Regions from separate parts of the Zea mays genome. Here region 2 is linked to region 1. The links are chromatin contacts, called in public Hi-C maps. All regions are on one chromosome and are shown on one strand. The core of a region is the stretch at or near the end of the contact, and the rest is flanking DNA. Distances in the headings are between cores, read along the strand shown.

Region 1 (3,962 bases), core at 791-3,290:
AGATATATAACATATATCTATTCTAAAAGGATTTAATAATGTTTAATAATGTATTTTATAATGCTTCATAAATAAATGTTTAATAAATGTGTTTTATTTTTTAGTCCATAGACTTAGTTATTCTATATAACGTTTCTAAAAATATTAAAATGGTTCATCAAACGTTCATAATTTTCAAGCTTAGGTATTGTTTTATAAAATATAAACCAAACCTTTTTCAAAAGTGCATCTTTTTGTTATAACCATTGCATGTGATGTTTTTGAAAAGCAAATGTTCTTTTCGTTATGCTCTCTTTTAGTTTGGTCTATGGTGAATGTTGTATGTTATTGAGCAGTGTTTGTTTCTTTCTGTTTGTTTGTGTGATGTTTAGAGATTGATCCATTAGTTGAGAATCAAGATCTATTTCGTGGAAGAGCCTCAAGTATTATATAAGCAAGGCAAGTGGTCTTCTCCCTGTACATTTTTTTGATCCTAATCAATACATGATAACTAAGTTTATATTTATTCTGTGCATAATTTGATGGGTTACCTATTTAGATACCCCTAACCTTTCCAACCCTATTCCTTGTTTAACCTGAGATTATGATTTAATCGAGTAGCTATGCTATTGCTACAACTTTAACTTTATGCTGGTATGCCTGCTGATGAAATTAATGTTCCAAATGGTAAGTTTATGTACTACCCAAATTATAAAATTTATAAAAGAGTTGATCTCCTTATATGATTTGCCATCTACTTCTTGAGGCATGTGGCTAAGCATAATTAAAAGAGAATAATTCTTTACTAAAACACAAAAAAAGAAAATCCATGCGTCATATTGGAGTTTTGTTTGTGCATTGAATAATAACAATAGTGACACTAAGAAAATATGATAGTGATTTGAGAATTTAGATTTACCCCAAAGGCACAATTTAGGAAATTGGAAATAATATGTAGAAGAGAAAAGAGAAAAATACTATAGAAAACAAGATAAATTTGTAAATAAATAAATGTATCCCATACTATATTCAAAACAAACATTTAATGTGAAGGCAAATTTGCCACAGAAATTTGAATTTAAATTGGAATTCAAGTTTTGAATTTGGAAGGGAAGAAAAGAAAAATGGAAAATAAAAAGAAAAGGGAAAGCACCACGTGGGCCCAAACCTGCAAGTCGGCCTAGTTGCACCGCACCAAGCCCATGTGTCGCCCGCGCGGTGGTGTCTCTGGCGCAGCGGGCCCACTCGCAAGTGACTGTCCTCGCCTCCGCGCGCGTTGTGGCTGATTCCCTGACTGTCTGGTGGGGCCCATGCGTGAGCCCTCTCTTCTCCTCCGCAACGAACGGCGCTGAGTTCGCCGTCATCGTCGGGATAGTTGGCGACCTCCTCCTTTTCCCGAATCGAGACCCTAGGAAATAAATTGGAACCCATTCTTCCCCTCTGCTACCCTCTTGCGTGGACTCGAACACCCGAAATCAGAACACCGCCGCCAGAGCCGTATCCAGGGAGGTGAAAGCACCGCCGCCACCGTCGTCCGCGTGCTACACCATAGTCGTGACCTTGGAGTACTACCTAGGAGATTCGCCTTATTGTGCTTCTTGTGCGCGATCACTTCGAGAGAGCGGAAACCAGCCGTTCCTTCCTCAATTGCTCGCCGGAGGAGGGCCGTCACCCTGTTTCCATGTCGTGCCGTGGGCAAGGGGTTCGGGCATCACGATTCACCGGTATGTCCGCCTCGCTTAAATCGCCTCCTCCTAGTCTTCGTGTAGCACCTGTCTGCGCTCGATTTTGAGTAGCCGCGCTTTAGCTAGCAGACCTCGCCGGAGTTCTCCTCGTGGCGTGGAGCGCGCCGTCGTTCCTGGTCACTCGATCGGGGAAGAGATAATCAGAGCCGTCAGTTTTGGGAGAACGACCTATACCATATTCTAGAAGCGCTTCAGGGTGGATTGCATCTGGTGCATCGATGACAGATCGGACGGATCGAGATGAATCTGGGTATTTAGAATCTGGGCAGTCGCGTCTGGATCCTACGGTTAGATTGACACTCGGTGCCTAACGTGATTCGCAGCCATCCAATTCTAATCCAATGGACGGAGTCTCCGGATACCCCTTCGGCCAGCCACCTTACTAAAGAGACCCTGGACTTATGTGTAATTAACCCGTAGTCCATCGCAGGATTGAGTTTGGGAAATTTCACGAGTTAGCCCCTAGACTTTTGATTATTATTGCGCACAACCTAGGTGTAGATGGATTAGATAATTAATTATAGTAAAAATTAATTTCAGAAACTTGTATAATTCATATTTAATTCATTATAACTCCGTTTTAATATTGTTCATTACATAGTAGCTCTTTTTAGCCATGAAATTTGAACTGAAATTATTCACTCAAATTACTTTATTCTAGGTACTAAATAGCTTCAGAAATTCATAACTGGATAACCATAACTCCGAATTTAGTGATTCTTGTTCCTACGATCTCATTACGATGCGTAGAATATTAACATGCATTTTGTTTTGTTCTTTGGTGTGATGTTAATTTCTGCTATACCATGTTTGTTTGTACTGTTGCGAGTAGACGAGCCATCTACAGAGGATCCCGGGGTTCAGCAGGTGGAGACTGCTGAGCAGGAGCTTGTTGAAGGCAAGTTGTGCCCTTGATCACTTCTTTTTACCCAATCATGTTCTTATTAATCATAATGATCTGCATAGGTTAATTTTGATGGGACCCAATAGGTTACCTTAGTTGGGGTATCTTTATACCTTGTTTACCACTGAATTTTTGGGTAGTACCTGCTATTGCTTTATATGATTTTTGGGGGTTTCTTATCAGTCCTTTTTCCTTGGAAGAGATCAAAGATGTGGTGTTTGCCCTGAAACACAACAGTGCTCCGGGTCCCGATGGTTTCCCTTCTGAATTTTATCAGGAGTTCTGGGAAGTCATCAAAGGTGATTTGTTTAATCTCTTTAAATCCTTTCATGATGGTTCTCTCAACATTGAGAGACTTAATTTTGGGATAGTCACCCTTATCCCAAAAGTCCCTGATGCGACTGATATTAAAGCCTTTCGTCCTATTTGTTTGCTTAATGTCTGTTACAAAATTATTACCAAAGTTCTGACTAATAGATTGGCTCGCTGCATTACCTCTGTGATTAGTGACCTTCAGTATGGATTTATCAAAGGGAGATATATCATGGATGGTGTCCTTTCTCTTCATGAGATTGTTCATGAAGTAAAACGGAGGAAACAAAGTGGGGTGATTTTCAAAGTTGATTCTGAAAAAGCTTACGACAAGGTTAATTGGAATTTTCTTCATAATATGATGATTAAGAAAGGCTTTGGCGATAAGTGGAGTGATTGGGTTTTGAAGACTGTGAAAGGTGGTAAAGTTGCTATCCGAACTAATGATGTGGTAGGACCCTACTTTAAAACTCATAAGGGTGTGCGCCAAGGTGATCCTTTTTCCCCACTCCTTTTTAATGTGGCTGCTGATGGTCTTGCTTGCCTGATTCAAAAAGCTAAAGATGAAGGTATTATCAAAGGTCTCATTCCACATATTATTTCTGGTGGCTGCTGTTGTTTACAATATGCCGATGACACTATTTTTCTGTTTCAAGATGATCTGGAAAATGCTAGAAACCTGAAGTTTATTCTTTGTATCTTTGAACAGATGTCTGGCCTTAAGATTAATTTTCATAAAAGTGAAATTATTTGGTTGGGAAATGCTTGTAACAAAGAACATCTGTATGCTGACATCTTTACTTGTCCTCCCAGTGGTCTCCCTATGAAATATTTAGGGGTTCCAATTGATAACAAGAAGCTGTGCAAATCTTTGTGGGATCCCATAATTGGAAAAATTGAGAACAAATTGGGCTCCTGGCAAGGTCGGTTTCTCAGTTTGGGGGGTCGATTAGTTTTGATCAACAGCAGCCTCACCAATGTCCCCTTGTATATGCTCTCTTTGTACAAATGCCCCAAGGTCG
Region 2 (3,962 bases), core at 621-3,120, 180 kb before region 1:
GTTGTGCATGAGTGATAATAAAGTTCAAAGAATAGACCTGTGTTGGTATGTGGGGATCGTGTATGGTCCTAGAGGGCTACCAGGAGTATGCATAGACGATTTGAGGAGTCGCTAGGGTGTTACCCATTGCCACAATATGTTTCCAAAGTTTGTTGTTCTTGTGTTATGTTTCTTAGAAAATGCCACTTATTTTTTATCTAGACATGCATTAGATATAAAATATTTGATATCTCGTATGTCTCAAATCCAATATATTATTTATGGTTTCTATAGTACACCTAATTTCTATTTTTATGTTGAAACAATAAGTTGATTGTAGCAGTATTATGTTTGGCCTTATTTAAGCCTTGCTATTATATCAAAATTCACTAAAGTTCTATTGTTTGTTGATCTGTCTTTTATCTATGATGATTTCAAATGGTTTCCATGCTTAGATACCAAAATCAAACTAAAACCACATGTTCTTTTTTGCAATGATCAAGTTCCAATTCCAAGACAGTTGTGAATCGTGACTTTGTGCTAGTGAGAATATTTAATACATATAAAATAGATCAGATGACACATTTTGTGTCTTATAACAAAAAAATATGATTGGTTGCATTACTTCAAAAAAATAAGATAGAATGATGACAGTAGACAATACCTTCGTAATTGAACATATGCCAATATATTGAGTAGTCTCATCTTCATAGTGGATATGTTCTAGGATGTGGTTCAAAGCTCTCTCTCTTAACTTTTTAAGTGGCCAATAGTTCAACACTGGCTCCACAAACATGTTCAAACATGTTGAAATAAATTTGAATATTCCTGAAGGTTTATTGCGCATATCCTCCTAATGAAAAGGCAAGAGTGAAATTAGTACATGGTTAATGTTCTTAATTCTAGGCATTATTTGGCGCTTATAAGCTTTGTTTCTGCATGAGTGCTAAAGTCCTGAATAAGTACGTAAGAGAACACATGTAATTAAACATTGAATGCATCCATACATCCTAATTACCTTATGACATTGCCATGTTAATAAAGGTAACACAAATCTACAGTTTTGATAAATAAAGGGTTTGAAGTTATCTCTAAATTTCTAAGCTCAAAACTTGATGTATAATAATTAAACAAAGGAAAATTTTAATTTAATGGGTAGCACTATGTTAGTATTTTCCTTTCACAAAAAATTAAATTCATTTTCATAAAATATGAATTTATACTCATGATAAACAAATAAATTTTGACCTCAAAATTTAAGGGATAATTGAATATTTAGAGTCACTTTTAAGAACAATTTGAGATAATGATTAGAGATGTACATATAACTTTGTCCTCTAACCCTTCCACATCTTTCTTACACTAAACAAGTCCTTCCACATCTTTTTTACACCAAACAAGTCCCCAACAGGATAAGCTAAAAAGGAGAGGCAAAAGGATGTTTGCATCGCTAAATAGTGTTGCATAAGGCATAAAAAAATCCCAATTTCCAATAGAGACCATGCATTTGGGCCACATATTATCCGACGGTGGAGCGACACAGCGAGTCAGCGATATCATCTCCAGTGGTGATGACGAGGGTGGCAAGGGGTAGCAACATGGTGGCAACGGGGCGGTGGCAGTAGCACTAGGCATAAAACCAAAGCCCAAATCCCGAAGCCTGAAATATCCGAGACCATACATGTTTAATCCGAAGCCTGGTACTCGAATAATTCCTATGGTTAACAAAATATCTGATTTTAATTTGGGCCTAATCGGGTATCACTCTATTGTATACAAACTACCCAAATGTTGGGCCTGAATTTTTTTTTACTGGCAGACCTCCACCAGCACACAGCGCCACAGCCCAGTATGCCGCAGCCCACAGGCCCACGACCAAGCCAGGTCCAGCGCTCGTCGGGCCGTCGGAGTGAGATAGCTGTGTGCTACCTTGAACATGAACCCAGAACCCTAGCCAGTATCCGCCATGAACATGAACCCCATTGCCATGAACATGAACCCAGAACCCTAGCCATGAACATGAACCCAGAACCCTAGCCAGTATCCGCCGGCCGTCGACCACCAAACCAAGTGCCATCGTTCGACTCCAGGCCGGCCTCCTCGCCTTCAATCTCCGAGCTCCTCGCCTCTGGTCTCTGGCGGCCGATGTAGGCATGTAGCGACCCTCCGGCGGTCCGGCCTCCAGTGTCTGGTCTCCTCCTCGCCTCCAGCCGTCTGACGTACTGGCCACTGGGTGCCTCCTCTGCCTCCAGTCCTAGTACGCCACCGGCCATCGCAGTGTAGACCGTGCGGTGCTGCCTCCTCTAGGCTCCAGTCCTCTCTTCCCTCACTCCTGCTCGGCTGCTTTGCTGATGCCTGGTTGTTGATGCTCCTATTATTCGTCTACTGCAGTGCTACCTTGCTATTGCTGTGTGCTGCACATGCATATATTGTTGTTGTCGTGTGTTGCCAGGCACTAGTAACCGGTAAGACCGTAGTACCGTGTGTGTCTGAACTGTGAAAGATCAGTGAAGTGTGGTGTGTGAGATGTTCAATGATGTCAGTGATGTGCGTGAGTCATGATCAGTGATGTGTGTGATTGTATATTGTTTGCTGCAAGAATGCAAGCTAACTATAGTGAAGCAAAGTAGCAGATAAGCTGGTAGTTTAAAATTGGGCAGAACGGGTTACCTGGTCCTGAACCCAAACCCCAAAAATTAGGGTAGCTGAAAATTTGGGTAATTGTGGATAGGCTAACCAAAGTAGCCCACTTTATTCAAGTGAAGACTACTTATTCGGGAGCCTGATTGGTAGAGTTGTATATGTCACGGATTGTGTATCTGCATGGCGATCCAAAGAAGATTGTCTTAGATAGAGGATCCTAGTTCACCTCCCGGTTCTAGCAGAAGATACTCGAGAGTATGGACACAAAGCTAAACTTTAGCTCAGCCTACCATCCCCAAACAGATGGTCAAACCAAAAGGACTAATCAGGTGTTGGAAGATATGTTGAGAGCTTGTGCTCTTAATCATGCTGGCAGCTGGGACAAGAGTTTACCCTATGCGGGGTTTTCCTATAATAATAGTTATCAAGCCAGTTTAAAGATGTCCTCGTTTGAGGCGTTGTACGAGAGAAATGTAGAACCCCATTGTATTGGGATCAGACTAGTGAAAGACAGTTCTTTGGGTCAGAAATCATCCAAGAAGCAGAGGACCGGGTTCGAATAATTAGGGAGAACATGAGGACAACACAGTCAAGGCAGAAAATTTATGCTGACACCCGAAGAAGATAATTGGAGTTTGAGAAAGGTGATAGCGTATACCGAAAAGTGTCACCAATCAGGGGTATGCGAAGATTTAAAGTCACAGGAAAGTTGTCCCCTCGCTTTATTTGATCCTTCAAAATCCTAAAGCGAGTTGGGAAAGTGGCCTAACAGCTAGAGCTACCCAACCACATGAAAGATGTGAATGATGTGTTTCATGTATCCAAGTTGAAGAAGTATCTCCGAGTCCCAAAGGAACAGTTGCCTATGAAAGAACTCAGTGTGCAGGGTGATCTGACCTATATAGGTTATCATATCAAGATCATTGATACCCTAACTCGGGTCACAAGAAATAAAGTGATCAAGATGTGCAAGGTGCAGTGGAGTCATCACGTAGAAGATGAAGCTACCTGGGAATGAGAAGATGAATTGCTAGCAGAGTTCCTCCACCTATTCCCTAGTTCATCTTAATCTCGTGGACAAGATTTTTTAAGGGGGTAGGATTTAAAAGACCCATATTTTAGAATAAATAAAGCATGTGATTATTTTTTTTATGAGTGCTCCTTTATCTATGTGACATATAACCCATAAGTTGAGTAGTCAATTAAATGAAGGATTATAAATATAAATTTAAAATTTATGCATCGTGATGGATAATTTATTTTTGCTATGTTGCATTCAAAATGGCAGTTGGTATTCAAATTGTACTTAAGTTTTAGACAACTTTCTAATAAATAAAAAA

What was found. A called contact is a pair of places that touch in the nucleus more often than the background predicts.
Region 2: a contact with region 1 is called in a Hi-C map of bundle sheath, with 2.5 times the contacts expected there. The contact joins two enhancer-like sites. A contact is called at or near these places in 5 of 25 Hi-C or Micro-C datasets (bundle sheath, ear, leaf and 1 more).

What each region holds. Positions count from the first base shown.
Region 1 is chr1:163,827,854-163,831,815 of Zm-B73-REFERENCE-NAM-5.0, reverse strand. No RefSeq gene overlaps it. Among protein-coding and RNA genes, the nearest start is that of LOC103640438, 120 kb to the right of the region's middle. Within about 2 kb of position 2,040, at least 18 of the 20 cell types and tissues checked have an H3K27ac peak or open chromatin away from gene starts, as enhancers often do. A contact at or near this core is called in bundle sheath, ear and leaf, where this site is marked.
Region 2 is chr1:164,006,464-164,010,425 of Zm-B73-REFERENCE-NAM-5.0, reverse strand. LOC103640480 (achilleol B synthase) reads right to left here. Exons shown (of 18, transcript XM_008663047.3): 7 at 644-832. Among protein-coding and RNA genes, the nearest start is that of LOC103640480, 25 kb to the right of the region's middle. Within about 2 kb of position 1,870, at least 16 of the 20 cell types and tissues checked have an H3K27ac peak or open chromatin away from gene starts, as enhancers often do. A contact at or near this core is called in bundle sheath, ear and leaf, where this site is marked.